2 separate regions of the Hordeum vulgare genome follow, and region 1 is linked to region 2. Evidence: chromatin contacts called from public Hi-C data. All regions are on one chromosome and are shown on one strand. Each heading gives the region's core, a stretch centred on a gene start, on an enhancer-like site or on the middle of the called end of the contact. The rest is flanking DNA. Distances are from core to core; before and after follow the strand shown. Region 1 holds the start of LOC123448202 (translation initiation factor IF-2-like). Region 2 holds the start of LOC123448200 (protein ZINC INDUCED FACILITATOR-LIKE 1-like).

Region 1 (4,497 bases), core at 144-2,643, 200 kb after region 2:
TCGGTCCAAGAATTTTATTGATGCGTGGGTATATGAACATTTGATACACAAGCACACTGCCACCTGAAATGGACATACAATACTGACCGTGTTGTTACCATAGAAGGCTCGTTCTACTGAAGGGGAAAATGAATACCAAGGAATATGCTTGAGAAAAAGAACTTAACATTGATGCTACTCACTGTGTACAATGTTAGTGAAATATGATTAATAATGCATCGAATTTTAATGAACCTTGAGCCCCTTGCCACTGCCACATCAGAAAATTTATGGCTTCGATGGCTTTTGGTGTTTTATGTGATGCCTCCGTGTCTCTCCTTTGTGATAATATAATTATCCTATTCACATTTTCAATGATCCGTTAATCATGGAAGCATCATTCATGCGCTCTCACTGCCAATAGTCAACTATTCGTTCGATCCCAATATGTTCCAACAGACATTCCATTGGCAGATTTCTTCACAAAGCCCCAAATTAGAGAACAATATCGGCTTCATGTTCTCAAATCAATGTTTCAGATAAACCTTCAGTTTGAGTAGGGTGTAAAGAGTTTCAGATCCACCATGAGGGCTATGATGCATATCTCTCTCACTGCATAGAGAAAATCGATTTGGCCATTTCCCATTCTGTCTAACAGTTAAAGCTCATGCTGGGCCCAAATCATTACTTTTAAGTTTTAACTGAGTTGATTACTCTCGGCTGATAGAACATTTGAACAGACGATGAGAAGATTCCATATTAACACAGATGGAAATTATTACCATTAGCAGACTGAAAGGAAAGGGTTGGCAGGGTTGACGGTAGAAGAGACAGCATGCGACTGAGGGCGCTCTCCCCCTGCGGCGGACTGGCGGCCATGAAGGACTGACGGCCTGAGTGGCTCTCTTACAGCGCCCGGCCAGCGTGCCGCATGGACCCTGTGCCCCCGCCAGCCCTGTCGGCGGCGCCCTCCCTCCGCTTTCCCCTGTCGGCGAGGCGCTGGGCGGACTGGGCTGAGGAGCTAGATGCCGACGAGCTCGAGCAGTCTTCGGAGGGGGAGGGCCGGCTGGAGATGCCTGTCTCCCTGGCACCTCCGCAGCTTGGCCTCTTCCTGGCCGCGGCGCGACCTGCCCGCCGGCGGCCGGCGAAGGTGGTCGGGCGGCGGGTTCCGGCGTCAGGACGCTGGCCTTCCCCGATGACACCCCCCCCCCCCGCCCGCCCCTTGCCGGTGTGCCGCCCGGGTTATCCCCCGTGGTGGCCGCCGGGGATGGCGCCTGCGTGGCCCGGCCTGGCATCGGTACCCTGCCCCCCTGCGCGGCGGCGACGCCGGTGCCGGCGACGGGTGGCGCCCGGGCGGTGCTCCCTCCCCCGTGCCCTACCGATTCGGGCAGACCGGCGGGTCGTTGGGCAGCTATCCCCCTCTCTGGCCCCCACGGAGCAGACCACGACCCATCTCGGCCAAAGAGGTTGCTTGGGCCTCCCGCCGCGCACTGCACGCTCTGGCGCGGGTTAAACAGAGGTGGGCTGAGGCCCACAAGGGCCCACCCCAGCCACCGCGTCGAGGCCCAGGACAGGGGAGGCCGGCCAGGCGCGGGATTAGGGTTCCCCCCCCGACCCGAGCGCCGCCTCCTCGTTCTGTCGCCCAACCTCATTCCCCTGTGCGCCCGGCTCCTCGGTCGGCTTCTCCTGCCCAAGTTGTGTGCGCCCCGCCCTCGCTCGCGCCTGCCTCCCTCCGACAGCCAGCAGGCGCCATTCTGGCGCGCGGCTGGACTACGCTGCGGCCGACTCCCCTGTGCACGGTCGGCCGCCCCCTGCTCCCGTCCGCCCCTCTCTAAGGCTCTCCTACCGGGAGGCTCTGATGACCCGTCATGCTGGGGATGGCCAGTCCGGCCGACCAGCTCTCCCAGCCCGCGGCCTCTCCCGTGATCTCGCCCCGGATGGGGGTGCCGGCGCTGGCTCGTCAAGTTCCGGCCGCGTGGGTACCAGTCGGCTAGGGAGGTCCCCGAAATACTACTCCGGAACCTCCCTCCGCCACCCCCACCCGGACCGGGACCCCCGCCTGCCGCTGCCGGGCTCGTCGGGGGACATTCGGAGTGTGAGGTCTGATGTGGACCGGGAAGCGGCCCTTCGGGCTGAGTTGGTGGCGCGCCCCCCTCCGGTTTCTCGGCCTCGGGACGCGCATGCTCCTCGCACTCCCCCTGCCCGTGCCCCTGCTCACCGGACCTCGGCGCCCACTTGGAGGCGGGATCGTCAGGACCATCGCTGGGAGGACCGGCGGGGCGGGCCGCATGTGCGGCGCAGCGATGATGATCGCCGCTCTGACTGGCGCACCTCTCGGGCGGAGGGTGCGGACTAGCGCCGGGATGACGGGCCTCCCAGGCGCGTGTCCCCCGAGGTCCCGCCTGGCGCCCCTCTGCCCGCCCCGGCCCCGACTAAGAAGAAGAAGTCGAAGAAGAAGAAGGCCGCTGCTGCTACTCTCGCGGGTGCTGGGTGCCTGACCCTGTCGGGGGCTCCTGAACAGGAGGCTCTGGACCCCCCCCCCCTCCCGCCACGCGGGTTAGTCGCCAGCGCTCCCGTGAGGACACGATGTGCATCAACTGCGGATGCGCAGGTCACTTCCGCTCGGAGTGTGAGGCCCCCCGCAGTGCCCCACGACCCTCGCATACCTTGGGTATGGTGCTGAGCGTGGGAGTTTCTACTTCGTGGATGCGGAGATTGAGGAGGAGCCGGCTCGGCCTCACCTGGCGACGGTCACCCTGGCTTCCGAGTAGGTCATCCCGGAGGGGCTGTTGATCTCGGCTGGCCTCATCCGGGCTGAGCTCGCGGCTTACATTGGCGACTTTCGTGATTCCGAGTTCGCCTGGGAGGTGACTGAGACGGCCCCCCTCGTCTTCTCGGCACCCTTTCCCTCGGCCAAGCTACTCCGGGTCTGCTCACATGACCTCATCCGCTGTCCCATCAACAAGTTCATGATTTCCGTGCAGGCGGCGGCGGCAGAACCTGACCCCGTCCCGCCCCTGGAGAAGGTGTGGGTCCTCGTATATGGCCTCCCAAGGGGAGGCAGCGTGGCTCCGCGGGGTGGCAAGCTTACCCACATCCTGAAAGCTATCTCCGAGCCGATGGGCAAGTTGATCACCGCCGACCTGGCATCATTTGAGGATGATGCTCCCGCCCGCATTGAGATCCTCTGCCCGGCTCCCGCTGAGATCGATGGCATGTCCTTGGTCTTCTACTTCGGGTCCAAGGGCAGGCGCCTCACCTTCGAGCTCGAGTCCCCGACCCTCGTGGACCCGCTGGATTCGGCCCTGGCTGGCCTAGCCCCTGGCGATGGGGGGCTTGGTGGCGAGGAGGGATCTTCGGAGGAGGGTTCGTCTTCCGAGGGCGATGAGGATGTTGGAGGGGCTCTGCCCGAACCGTCCGATGGTCAGCGCAACCCCGACACTGCGCCCGCTGGACCGTCGGGGCCCGCGGAGAGTACCCCCGTGGTGGCTTTGGTGCCGAAGGCGGCCGTAGGCACTGGGATGGCCCTCCCTGTCTCTGACCGCCTGGTGGTCGCCGCCGAGGAGGAGGTGAGTGTGGGTATGGAGGTGTGCCCTGCCTCCTCCCTGCGCTCGCCTGGGGTGGTCTGCTACTCGCGTTCTCCGGGGTCCCCTCCTTCCCCGACCTTGGGGTCCCCGGACCCAGGCCCTCCTATGGTCGTCCACCCTGGCTGGGTGTCTGAGACCCCCCCCCCCCCCCCCGCACCACGCTCGAGGCCACGTGAGGGCGCCTCCCTCGTGGTGGCGGCGCGACAGAGCACGCGGATCAGCTAGTCCCGGATCCTTCAGGATAGCCGCATCCCGACGATCCCTGAGCTGGCGGCTTGCTGTGCTGCAGCCCGTGATCTGTTTTCGGGTACGTCCTCCCCTCTTCCTCCCTCTCAGTCTGGTTCTAGGTTCTCTGTGCTCTCTAGCGATATGGTTCCCCGTTTGGCTGAAGTGGCTGCAAATAGTGGCATTGTGTTCCGAGGAGAAAAATGTCCCCCTCTTGAGCAGATCTTCGCCTTGTGTGCGAAAGAGAGGCTTGAGGGGGCGCTGGCGGAAGCCCGTGTACTTGCTGCGCGGGCACCCCCCCCCCCACGGTGCACCCCGTACCTGGTCATAGAGAGACCAGGGATGGTGTTGCACCCCCGGTTGTGGATGGGACCGTGACGCCCATAGTTGGGCTCCCCTCTATCCGGGAGCCCAGGGGGCGCCCTCCCACCCGGCTCAACCCCACCGAGACCCGCCGCGTGGTACGTGGGTCGGTCCCAGGTCTGCCTCCCCCGGCCCGCTGACATCCGGTGCCCCCTCTTCTCGGGGATGCCGGGGTCGGCCGCCTAAGGCCATCCCCGCCCCGCGGTTGACAAGCGGGCTAGTTCGGCCCCGCTTGCGGGGCCTAGGAATCCAGACGAGGTTATTAAATGAAGCTGCTATGTTGGAACATCAGGGGCTTCGGCCTCACTGGCCGGCGACGGCATCTCATTGATTATTTGCGTCA
Region 2 (4,423 bases), core at 1,667-4,166:
GGGAGCGAGGCAACGGATTTTAATGGGCTCGCCCATTAGGGTCTTTCACTTATTCCGGTTTTGAAACCTTCTAGAGGTTTTCAGTCGTTTATTCCGGTTTTGAAACCTTCTAGAGGTTTCCAGTCGTTTTTTCTGTTTTTGGCAAACTTCTAGAAGGTTCCCCGAACTGTTTTTTTCTTTTTTTGTTTTCTTTTCTTTATTCTTTTCTGTTTCTTTTTTGTTTCTGTTTCAAAAAATGTTTTAGATTTTCAAAAAAGAAATCTCCAAACACAAGAATGTTTCTGTTTTTTTAATGTTTTAAATTTTAATTAGTTGTTGTTTTTCAAAAACATTCATATCTTCAAAAAAAGTTAGGATTTTCAAAAAATATTCGCACTTCCAAATTTGTTCATCAGTTTTCAAAATTGTTCTCGGTTTCAAAAAAATTCTCAAGATTCCAAAAATGTTCGTGCTTTAAAAAATTGTTCGTTCTTCTAAATTTGTTCGGGGGTTTTCAAAAAATTTCTTCGTTTCGAAATTTTGTTCTCAAGATTCAAAAAATAATTATGCTTTAAAAAATTGTTCGCGCTTTCAAATTTGTTCTCGTTTCAAAATTTGTTCTCAAGATTGAAAAAGTGTTTGTGCTTCAAAAATTGTTCGCGCTTCCTAATTTGTTCGGGGTTTTCAAAATTATTTTCTGTTTCAAAATTTGTTCTCCAGATTCAAAAAATGTTTGTGCTTCCAAATTTGTTCAGATCGGTCGGAGCGGTCCGCGGACAGATGCGGTGCCCGTTTTAGGGGTCATCACAGTTGCCCTTATGCAGCATCCTACATTTCACCTTTCTATTTTCGGATTCGCCGGTTGGATTGTGATTCAAATGATGCTCTCAATCTTGGGTTACTTGTCCAGTACTGTACTAAACTAGTCGGATGGGATCTTGTTTCATGTGATCGGGACAGTGCAAGTGCGTGCGTGTTTTGTCAATTTGCGCCTTTCTCCAGACAGGACAAACAAAGCATAGTACTATTTGTTCCGTGATAGTATGACAGTGACTAGCTCCCGGATCAAATTATGGTCCTCAACCAGAAACGCAACCAAATCATGGAGCCCCTAATGCATTTCACTATTTATTTTTCCTGTTGCCTTCAACGGGAAAAGATGGCGTAAAAATGTTATTGTCTGGTTGGTAGCCCTGTCCAGCTACCCGGAGGCACAGTGAAGCTGAACTCCATTCAATTCGATCAGTTGGCTTGTTAGCTGCTGTGCACCCACCTGGATTGACATCTATGATTTATAGTAGTCCAACTGAATTTTGTTTACATGGTCCCAGTTTTGTACCGGGGTCTGGGGTGAAATTTTTATCGGTTCAACCAGCAGCCCTGTGCTTCACCAACTCTCCCTGATTTATGTCTTGGTTAAAAACATTCTGATTAGGTTAATTGTTGGTACATGCGACAACCTGGTCAAACTATGATATATTTTCTGAACTCCAGTCAACTAGTGAGCTAATCAGCTGTAATTTATCTTGACATATTAGCTGGGTTGCTAAATTAGTAGCGCACAGTATGTTCTGTCCCACGTGGTCAGCTGATGGGAGGCTATCGAAAAGCGAATTGATTATATACACAACACCGTGGTTCATGGAAAAATGAAAGGAATACCTACACTTGTTTAAGAAAAAACTAACAAGGGATAACTTGCTTGTTGGAGCGTACAAGAAATAAAGAAAGAATTTGGAAAATTTCAATAAAAACATGGAATTCTGAAAATATATGTCTCTGGATGAGATGGTGCTTCACCAAAGTTTGAAACAACAAGCTAGATGGAAGACGTCAAGGTAATTTCTGACCTTTGTTTTAACTACAAATACTATCCCTCCGTAACTAATGTAAGCCGGGGTTTTTTTTTGTGCGTGTGTGTAATGTAGCCGTTTTTTTTACAGCGTGAGGTTGTAATACTGTTCGGCCCGTATTTTAGGGAGTGAGGTCCCACTCACTGTGGATCCTATCAGACCTTGTATGTACACTAATAAACAAACTTGGATGGGATCCTGTGATTGGGACAGTTACAAATGAGTGCGTGCGTGTTTTGCCTACTTGCACCTTGGCAAGCAAATCATAGTACTGCTCCGTGATAGCAGTATGACGGTGACTAGTTACTCAATCAAATTATGGTCCTCGACTGGAAATTCAAACCAAATCATAGGACCCATAATGCACTTTACTCTTTTCTTTTCTGTGTGCCTTCGACTGGAAACGATGAGGTAAAATTGCAACTGTTTGGGCACACTGAATTTGGATTCCATTCAATTCAATTCGATGGAGTACCTACTTGGGTTGACATCTATGATAAAGGACGCTATTCCAACCTATGTTTATATGGTCCCAATGTTGTAGTGGAGGTGAATTTATCGGTTCCCTTGCTGCACCAACTCTCCCTGATTTCTTCTGGTTAAAACCCTCCCATTCAGTTAATTATTATTAGTACACGCGACAAGCTGGTCGAATCAAATCAAATGAAATAAAATCAAGCGGGCAACCAAGCGCTGATGCACCAATTAATAATTAATAAAAAATCAGGGCGGAGATTGGGGGTGAACAGTGGTGGTGATCGAGGGAGTACTGACCGGTGCAGAGGGTGACGGTCCAGACGTAGATGAAGGTGCCGTAGGGGATGCCCGGGTTCGCCGCCTTCCTCCGGTCCACCGCGCAGCCGGGGCACCCATCCACGTACGACACGGCGCCGGCCTTCTTCTCCAGCAAGGGCACCGACGACTCTGCCGCCGCCGCGGCCCGCCCATTGCGGTTTTGCTCCTCCATATTTACGGCTGCGGCTGTGGTCTCTGTGAACTAGGGAGGGAGGGAGGAAGGGGTGGGGAAGGGAGGTTGTTTGGAGCGAGGCTATATGTAGTAATGCGAACCCAACAATGATCCGTATGAAGCTGCACGTGCTTGAGATGGGTGAGAATTTATTTCGCTTTGCTTCCGTGGCGATCAAGTTTCAAGTAGCCATGCCGACCAGATCCGTCACCCAGAAGAGAGAAACAAAATCGGATCGACCAACGTATAATACCAACCAAACCTCTTCTCTCTCTTTCTCTCTATTTTTCTTTGACGTTCGAATACCAACCAAACCTTTGTTGTGCAACGGAGCAAAGCAACTCGCATTATTTATGAATTTTCTTTATGATTTTTGACGATATATTTTTAATGAAAGAAGATGTTTCTGTCAACGATAAGACGCCTACGATGACTTCATGAATCTTAAGATGATATATCGGCTCAATCTCTCGGAGGTGCTCATAGCCTCATAGAGATAAGGTGTGTACCCGGCGTTCATAGATGTGAGTGTATGCGCGTGCATATGAACGGTTGTGTTTGCACCGTGTTTAAGAAAAAGAGGAAATGAGCAACACCAGGTCTCCATTTGGAATAGAAGACCATAAATAGGACTTACATGTACACCAAACTGTTTTCTTTCTCTCTTCTATACCTCTATACCTACCCTATACCAACCTACTTGGCTTATTCGTTACTCCTTCCGCAAAAACCTAAAACCTCTCTCGCGATTAGGGTTTCGAGCGAAAGTGACGGCGCTCGTCGGATTTGAACGACGAGGTGGTCCTGGACTTCGTGGGCGATGTTGACACTGCCCAGCGATGCACATCGCGACTCGGGCCCCAGCTCTCCTCGGGCTGCTAGGGTTCGTTTGGAGGAGGCGCTCGGGAAACTTGGGATCCATGATAAGAAGGCAATTCCATTGGTGATCGACGACACAGAAGAAGGGAAACTGACAAAGTGGCTCCTGGCTGGGAGAGTGCTACACCCCAATCTTTTGCATATCCGGACCATCTCAGGAGCGCTTCGGTCGGTGTGGGGTAACCCTAGAGGTATCCGGTTCACAACGACGGGGGAGAATACTTTGTGGTTGAGTCTGAAACACAGAGGGACAAAGATACCATCTCAGCGCTTCAACCGAAGTGGGGTAACCCTATAGGTCTCTAGTTCAGAGCGATGGGGGAGAATACTTGGTGGCTGAGTTTGAAACATAGAGGGACAAAGATTCTCGGAGGCATCTCCATGGCATGTCAGCAAAAAAGCAGTCATCTTGGCTGAGTTTGAAGACTATATGAGGCCGAATGAAGTCTTGTTTTATCGGCTCAATTTATGGGCTAGGGTCTCAAATCTTCCCTATAACCTACTCATGGGGGAAGTTGATAGCTAAACATATTGATAAGAATGCAACATCTGTTCAGTTTGATCATGTGAGTGGCTACCTTTGGGCCCGTGTCTGATTAATGTTAGCAAACCACTCAGACGATGGATATTGATAGATTCAGCTAAGAGAAAAAAGATGGATTTGTACGACATACAATACGAACAATTGCCCCACTTCTGCTTTTCCTGTGGCCGCCTTGGTCATCCAGATTTGTATTGCCTTACT

The links. A called contact is a pair of places that touch in the nucleus more often than the background predicts.
Region 1: a contact with region 2 is called in a Hi-C map of seedling, with 4 times the contacts expected there. The contact joins the promoter of LOC123448202 here to the promoter of LOC123448200 in region 2. A contact is called at or near these places in 3 of 6 Hi-C or Micro-C datasets (leaf and seedling).

What each region holds. Positions count from the first base shown.
Region 1 is chr4H:148,391,785-148,396,281 of MorexV3_pseudomolecules_assembly, forward strand. It overlaps LOC123448202 (translation initiation factor IF-2-like), which reads left to right and starts at 1,394. Exons shown (of 2, transcript XM_045125018.1): 1 at 1,394-3,873. The coding sequence starts at 2,949. The coding sequence ends at 3,791. It overlaps LOC123448201 (protein ZINC INDUCED FACILITATOR-LIKE 1-like), which reads right to left. Exons shown (of 17, transcript XM_045125017.1): 12 at 1-63.
Region 2 is chr4H:148,189,505-148,193,927 of MorexV3_pseudomolecules_assembly, forward strand. It overlaps LOC123448200 (protein ZINC INDUCED FACILITATOR-LIKE 1-like), which reads right to left and starts at 2,917. Exons shown (of 17, transcript XM_045125013.1): 1 at 2,607-2,917. The coding sequence starts at 2,799.